Regions from separate parts of the Xenopus laevis genome. Here region 1 is linked to region 2. A link is a contact called in public Hi-C data. All regions are on one chromosome and are shown on one strand. Each heading gives the region's core, a stretch centred on a gene start, on an enhancer-like site or on the middle of the called end of the contact. The rest is flanking DNA. Distances are from core to core; before and after follow the strand shown.

Region 1 (4,197 bases), core at 1,324-3,823, 48 kb after region 2:
ATTTAAGTAAAGTATATTTAGCTTGACTAACATAATAAAATAGGATTTGGAATTATTCCTTAAGGTGACAGGTCCCCTTTAAGGTCCCTGGCCAGATGAATTCTCTAATGTCCATCATGTTACTAGCTAGTAAATTGTTCAGCAGCAAGTAGTCAGCACAACAAATGCTCAGTAAAGGTTTCCCCAGTAGCCACTTTCACTGGTATATAAAGCATTCAATATGGAACAGCACTAAGAATTATTTGCATTATTATTGCAGCTGTAATGCCCAGAAAATAATGCAATAATGGCATTATAAAATTCAGGATATTGAGCATATAGAATACTAGATAACACATCTTCTCAGTGGCAGTGGGTATTGCTGGGAGGGTACAGACTGAGTGTCCCAGTTGGAAAGTATACACCAGACACTGCCACAATGTCCATTAATTGCTCTGATAAATTCACCTCTTTAGTCATTCAGGCTAATGCACTAATGGCACAAAATGTGAGTTGGAATAGCAGTGGCTCCTACTGACATCAAATAAAACTGCAGAAAATCATCTGAAGAAGCTTTGGGGGCATCGAACCATAGACAGAATGACCATATATAAACTGTCCAATTTTAATCAATGGAAACAAGCTGGCAGTTTGGCATATGATTGATGACATGAAGTCACGGGATTGAATTCTTCATGAGCAAAGTTGCGCAGACACGTGTGACATTAGCCTCACATTTCATCACTGTGGCACGATCCCACAAAGTCTATTAGGTGCATATAAGAGAATTAAGATTTATTATGTGATTTCACTAGTTCTTTCCCTGCCCATAAAAAGTGAGAATCTCTGGGGATGACATCAGTTAAGTAGCTTTTAAGGTCTTGGTTTACCATCACTGATAATCCAGTCTCCAGTGATAACAGCAGATGTTACTGGATCTAGAATATCAACTAGACAGTAAGATGGAAAAGCTCTGTATTTGGCTACATCAGATCTTTCTGTTCCAAATACATTAGTATTTGTCATATGTGAGTGATCTCTAATAGTCCCTGTAGCAGAGTCTGCCAAATACAGCACCCTTGAAGGAAAACTATATCCCCCAAACAATGTAGGTCTCTATAAAATGTTTTATTTTTTTATTGTATAAAACAGCTCATATGTAAAACCCTGCTTCATGTAAATAAACCATTTTCATAACAATATCCTTTTTTAGTAGTAGGTCCCGCTGGGTAATTATAAATAGAAAATTGCCATTTTAAAAAATAAGGGCCGCCCCCTGGGATCATATGATTCACGATGCACACAGACAAACCAAACATATTAGGTCACATGAGCCAATTAACAGACAGAGTTGTGTCTTTTGCTTCCACACTTCTTCCTGTTACAGTTAGAGCTGCAGTATTTCTGGTCAGGTGATCTCTGATGCAGCACACAGACCATCACAAAATGGTGGCTCAAGGCAAGAGATGTAAAGGGTAAATATTTACTTAAATATATATTCCAGTTTGGTAAGATTCGTTAATATGCCACTTAATATGATGAAAACTATCTGTTGCTTAAGTATTCATTTTGGAGGTATAGTTTTCCTTTAAAGCACATCACCTGGGAGAGTCAACCGTTCAGCCTCTGGCTGGGCATGCTGGGAAATATGCCACAGATGGGAGACTAAACACTTGACCTCCCTTTCCTTATTAGTAAAAGAATAGATTTCAATAGAATTTTCCACCGTGGTGATACATATAGCCCAGGTGCTTTCCACACATCCTAGAAGATACTTTGGAAGATAATCTTGGGGATAAGCCTACGCATGTCATAATCTCCTGGTTCTAAAGCCAAGTATGAGTCCATTGTGCAACTGGAACTGAAAATCAGGAAAAAACAGTTATGCAATCATTCCTGCAGAGACAGCTTTATGGCTGCAGAGAAACAATGAGAAGTATATTCCAGCGCCTCTACTTGCAGCAATGATTCTCTTTTCTTTACTAAGCATCAGTTAAAGAGTTGCACACTAGTGGGTTAGTGAGGATAAAAATACTGGTACCGGTCAGGGTGCTGAAAGGGAAGCAAGGTGTAATATGAAGGCTGTGAGCATAGGAAAATAGGCATCAAATGTATTTTTGGAGTTCAGGCAGGCGCAATCCCCATTGGAGGACTCCTTATGTATATCAACTAGGGATCATAGGAAAGGTTGAATAAAACACAACAAATATAGCTGACAATGCACTTCTAACAGATTCATTTTCTTTATTGAGGCACATTATATGCAGATCATTAGCTGAGAATGATGACAAGCATAGGTCAGTTACTGCCCTGGACAGAATACCCAGAGCCATTTTAGGCACTTATTAGTTTTATTAGGTTACTTGGTTCCTTAAAAAATTAACCATAGTGCGTGTTATAAGGACCTTAGATTGTAGGAACTGCTATATAATATTTAGGAAGAGCTACAGAAAACAGTCTAAACACAGAGGCTAATACACGAATACATTTGTGCTAAACAATTGTCTGCAAACAATTACTATCCTACGTAGCACTACGGTCAATCCAGGGCCACACAGAAGACTTTGAAGGACTCTCTGGTCTGTAACCTCAGTCCCTTAGTACTGTCCCATTGGGATGTCACTGGCGGTTTCATTCCACTACAAATGGAGTGTCCCTTTCACATGCTCCCTGACCCCCACATGCCTATCCAGTTGTTTTCATACAATTTTAAGAATGTTAAACATAAACAGAGCAGCAACTCACACGCTCCCCACTTCCTGCAACAATCAACCATTTAGTGACAGGCTAGAACTCAGCCTGGGAATCCTTTAGGCTTTTATACTGAGCTGAAAATAAATATATATACACACAGCCTAACCTATAACACAGTTTCGGAGCATTTTACCTGCCAAAGCATACTGGGAGTTGTACCCTATTAACAACTGGAGAGCAACAGTTTTGGTCTGTAGGGCAAAGAGAGAAATTGGTCTGAATCCCCAGCACCAAAAGGGCCCCTTGGCAAGGGAAAAAATAGTTATACAATGTTGTATACAGATTATTTTTCAGAGTATTAATCAAGGATGTTGTTCTCCAGCTTTTGTTGAGCTGCAACTTCCAACATCCCCAGAGAGCCTTGGAGTTATCGTTCAGAAACAGCTAGAGGGTTGCAAGTTGGACATCCCACATTTATCCAAAATGTTTTGCCCTCCTCAGACTAGGCCCCTACCACTTCTTCATTGGCAGTTGCCACTTGCCCCAGCCCTGGATATTACCATATGACACACACACACAATTAGATAAAGAAGGTTCAGAACAGAACCCAGGGCTCTGACAGTGCTAAACAGCAAGGCTAACCATTGCGCCACCTGTCAACCAATAGGTTTCACCATTCTACCCACTATGTATACGCTTGGCTGTCCATACTCTTTCTCCATAATTCACTTGGCTCATAAGTAATGATAATTACTGAAGTAGAACATTTTCAAGCTGGAAATTAAAGCCAATAATGGGTGAGCAATGAGAAGAATGTCATAAAGTGAATGAGCTTGGGTAATATGCCCATCTTTTACAATGGAAACAGTATCTTCATAACACCTTGGTTTTGCTTAAGGGTCTCAAATTCTAATGTAAACCACAAAGAAAAATAAAACATGCTCTCAGCTGATTGGCTGACTGCTGCAGGGCTGGTGGTGGTGGGGGGTTGAGTTGTTTGAAGTCTCAGGAATCTGCCTCTGACCATAAAAGGAAGAGACATTTTTTCCTGAGTCCGGATCTTGGAAAAAAAAGTTATTTTTAGTTGGAAGTTTGGCTGCCTGGGAGCAAAGCTGCAGAGTGTGATAGTGATCTCTATGCCTGATGCATTCTAACTCTGTCGTATACAATAAGTCAGCACTCTCTGGATCTCAGACAAACGTCTTCTAAGGTAGAAGACTATCTTGTGATGCTCATCTTGGATGACAGAAATGCTGGAATACACCACTTTTTTCTGTATTGTTTAACTATTCTTAGACATTTACACCTGGTACAAGAGCATGGCCGGAGATTCAGAAGCCACGAGGGCTTGTCTATTAACTAATACTGGTACAATCCCTTCATACACAAACAGAACCAAGCCCAAAGGTCATAACTACAAAGAGCTGTGGCTCTAGCCTACTAAACCATTTATGCCCACATCATGCCTCCCAAATCCTGGCCAAATATGAAATATGCTTGTGAATAGATGTTTGTTTCCCTACT
Region 2 (4,112 bases), core at 164-2,663:
TGATTACTAAACCCCTTAGTTTTTAAACACTTTAGGTGCCTTAGGCTAATTCCCCACGTGGCGCTATTACACTGCATTTTTAAATATTCCTTTGCAGCATGATTGTAACTATAATACATTCGCATGAAATGATTTGGATCCACCAAAAAAGAAACATGTATTTTCGATTGGCGCCCAAATAACGCAGGAAAGTGCATTTTTTGGCATTGGCTCAAAAACACATTAACCTTTCAGGAATCTTGACTGCATTGCAAAGACTATCTACCACACTTGGTGGAAATATGCTGCATTTTCAAGATGGCATCAGTAGCTCTTGTATCTTGAGAGCACAGTTGTGCCAATGTATTCACTATGGGGAATGAGAAGTTACTGATAATCTCAAGGGAGCATGGGAAATTGCCTGTCCTAAATCAGCTTGAATCTGCTTGTGTTTAAAATGTTGTGTGTGTCATTAGTCATGTCATGTGTCATGGTGCCCCCCCCATTCTAGAAAAATCCTTTATCTGGCAAACCCCATTTTGGATTTGTAACATAACATTACCCTGTGAGCTCCCATGAACAGCCGGTCCCCATAATAAACAGCGAAAGCCAACATTAGGGAAAATGTCATAGGGAAAATGTTCACCACTGGGCCTAATATGATTAATTTCAAAACTCATTACTGCATTTGCAATGCAAACTGTGCCATGATCCCAGGAGCCAAATCATTCTCCCTTACCTCTTGTTTGGAGACTCAGCAGTGGTTTTTGAGAAGATCTGTGTCTCCAAAGATGCCCCAGTAGCTCCCCATCTTCTTTTCTGCTGATTCACTGCACATGCTCTGTGCTGCTGTCACTTACTGAGCTTAGGGACCCACTCACAATATACAGTACACATAGAATAGAAATGTCACAGTATAAGGCTGATTAGTAATTAATACAGATAATTACTACATGGCAGCACAGAAACCAGTGCAATTAGCATCAGAATTTAATAATCAGCCCTGTAGCATCATCTTATATTAAAGACCAACCTCATTTTCTGCTGGATAATTTGCAACGACCCCTAAGCTTAGCTTCTCAACAGCTGATCAGAGCCCACTGAGCATGTGAGTGTCACAGACACTTTCCAAGATGGTGACCCCCTGTGACAAGTTTGAAGTCCTGGATCATTGCTGCTATTGACAAGCTGAAACTTTAGGCTGGTGCAATAAGTTCAGTATATAAAATAGCCATATTCATGTTTAGGGTATAGTTCTCCTTTAACATACCTTGGAGTGCAGTAATGTGCTAATGTCCCAGGGCTTGAGACTGCAGGATTTGGCAAGAGATATGTGTAGGCTCTGTATGGTAGACAGCTGGGAATCCCTGAAGGTGCATTTGCGGATACAGTGGCTTGGCAAGAGAGGCATGAGTTTAAAACGTTTCCAAACAGTTCAACCCTTTCCTTCCCACAATTAAAATAAAAGCTTCTGCCAGCAGTGGATTTTTCTCCCCTGCAAGTCATAGTTTAGTCATAATTTAGCCTTCGAGATGTTGCTGAACAATGGGGGAGACTGGGGAACTGTAGATCTACTGTATAAAATGCAATGCCTGAGCAGCGCCGGCGTGAATTGTTTTAAAGTGAACAAGAAACCATCCGAATCTCATCAGATTTTAGAATACAGCATGGAGGATCAGATATTTTTGGCATCCCACATCATCTTGAACTGCTGCGTGCAGCTGCATGTCCAGAATTTGTGGGACAGATAAGCCCCTGTCCCTCCCTTGTCTGCCGTTGTAGCACAGCCCTTACTGGTTATTGTGCTGCCTTATTCATTTCTGTCTGTGCAGAGGCCCTTCAGTATTCCTTGTTGCGGGTTTTTAAAGGGGAACTCCGGCTTCCAAACCAAAATTTGACAAAGAGGCCCAAATAACACAGAAACCCCTAATATACCCATCACAGTTACCTGTTTCTTTAAAAAGTATGACATTTTCTATGCTGAAATCCAGCTGTTTAACAGTTGTTCTCTTTCTGCATCATTTGAAAACCTGGCAGGGAAGGAGGGACTAAAACACTGATGTTACAAATTGTAACAACTTCTCCACAGTTTACAGACAGCATGCAGGAACTACATAACCCACAATGCATTGCTCTGTGATGTTCCTTTACTTATTGAAATCACGTGTGCAGGGAATTGTGAGGTTTTGAGGATGCAGGCTGAGGACAGATGGCTGTTGATACAAAGTAACAGTAGTCAGGCAGCTCAGCAAAGTAGTCAGACAGCAGGAGAGCAGGGGGCTAGGCTTAGGAAACCATTAAAAATCATGAAAAGTCTGTATATTCTTTAAATGATGTACATTGCAAAGTTGCTTGAAATTATGTTTACTTTTCAAAAAGCTTAAGTTATGTTTGTGTGGAGTTCCCTTTTAAGGTTCATATTACAGCATTGTTATTTATCAGAACCGTCTTATACCTCCCAACTGTCGAGGGACAGTCCCGATCTTGACAGCTCAGCCCACAGTCCCGGATTGTTACTGAAATATCCAGACTTTCTCTTTGATCTCTTGCACCGAACAGCCAGAAAAAGATAAAGAGTTTCTCAAACGTAATTTGGCTTTTGGCAGAGAGCCCAGAATACGTGGTAGGTGCACTTTTGTAACAATTTAAGATAAGCAACGAAACAATTGTAACAATTTAAGATAAGCAGGTCTCTTGGGGAAAATGTGATTTGCAGCTTAAAGGGCAATTCACTTTCATTAGCAAAACAGTAATAATACAAAATAAACACAGACATGTTCAAATTTCACAACGTGCCAAATTTTGTAAAATGAAGATGGTAATTAGGAGGTGTGGCTAAAATGGTATGGTCAAAAAAATTCATATCGCGCCAAATCTTTATGTCCCTTTTTATGCTTCCAAAATGTTGAGAGGTTTGCCATCTATCCTGTGTTCTGGCAACATCATTTTATGACCCCTCACAACTCCTCTCTAAGCAAAAGTTGTCATTTAGACTCACTTCTGTGTATGAATTATTCTTGCACTTCTCTTATGCTATGCTAGAGGTGGTTGGTTCCAAAGGTAATTGTTTTCTAGGGGAAGTTTATTTCAAGAAGAAAGAGAGCCGTAGCAGAGAGCCTGGAATCTGCCTACTTGTTGTTCTTCCTTTGATAAATGAACTATTAAACTCTAGCACTCCTCTAACAGTGTCCATATTACATTTTGTCTGCTCAGTGCTTCCATAGGTAGTTTATTCTTTAAAGCTAATGGCAAATGGGGACTGATCACATCTTGCATAAAAAAACTGGTCAAGAATCAGCCCTGAAGAAAAACAAACTGTTGTGTTTCTTTGCCAAAATCCGCTTTGAGCGCCTGCACCTGGGCAGATGAAATTTCTCCGGATGCAGGCGAAGAAGAAAGAAGTTACCAGTGTAAGGTCTGATCCTTGGGCAGCTTTTTTATTCAAGTCGAGATCAGCTCCCTTTTGGCTTTAGCCTTAATGCTTCATCAATTCTCCCATCTACTCATTCTTGCTCCTACATATTATATATCTATTTAATATAGCACAGCCATTTCAAAGCACTTTCCCACTCCTTCTCTGTCCTCCCTCTATCTTTGCCTTTCACAAAACTTCCCCATTGTTCAAATTCTTTTGGAAATCTATCCAAAATAAATTTGCCCTCTCATACTGAATTAAACAAACCTAATCTTTTCATCTTTTGAATATCTACCCACCTAAACCTGGCCGTTCTTGTATTAACGAATATGGACAATGGATTCTCATTAATACTGTCAAACTCTGTTGCTTTTCCCTTTGCAGTGTTGCTTAGATCCCTTTGTGTCTCAAGATATAACTAAAGCTGGCCATACATCAAAGACTAAAGGAACATGGAGCTGTGCCTGGGCTTCTATTCACCTGCAGGGCAGTGACATTTAGCGGTGGGTCTACGATGTAAGGGGACGGGATACAGGAGTTTTTTTCCTGCTTCAGAGCTCTCTTAAGGTGGCCATAGACACACGATCCTATCGTACGAATCAAGGATTCGTACGATTTTCGGATCGTGTGTGGCGTGTGCCGACATCTTTCGTCTGGCGGAGATCGGTCATTTGGTTGATCGGTCAGGTTTGATTTTGACCCGACCGGTCCCGCCGGA

Evidence for each region. A called contact is a pair of places that touch in the nucleus more often than the background predicts.
Region 1: a contact with region 2 is called in a Hi-C map of the XL177 cell line, with 2.3 times the contacts expected there. The contact joins the enhancer-like site here to the promoter of LOC108713254 in region 2. A contact is called at or near these places in 2 of 4 Hi-C or Micro-C datasets (the XL177 cell line and the XTC cell line).

The regions. Positions count from the first base shown.
Region 1 is chr3S:106,594,693-106,598,889 of Xenopus_laevis_v10.1, forward strand. No RefSeq gene overlaps it. Among protein-coding and RNA genes, the nearest start is that of LOC108713254, 47 kb to the left of the region's middle. Within about 2 kb of position 2,574, at least 1 of the 7 cell types and tissues checked has an H3K27ac peak or open chromatin away from gene starts, as enhancers often do.
Region 2 is chr3S:106,547,948-106,552,059 of Xenopus_laevis_v10.1, forward strand. LOC108713254 (interleukin-17B) reads right to left here and starts at 1,414. Exons shown (of 3, transcript XM_041588719.1): 1 at 1,250-1,414. The coding sequence starts at 1,390.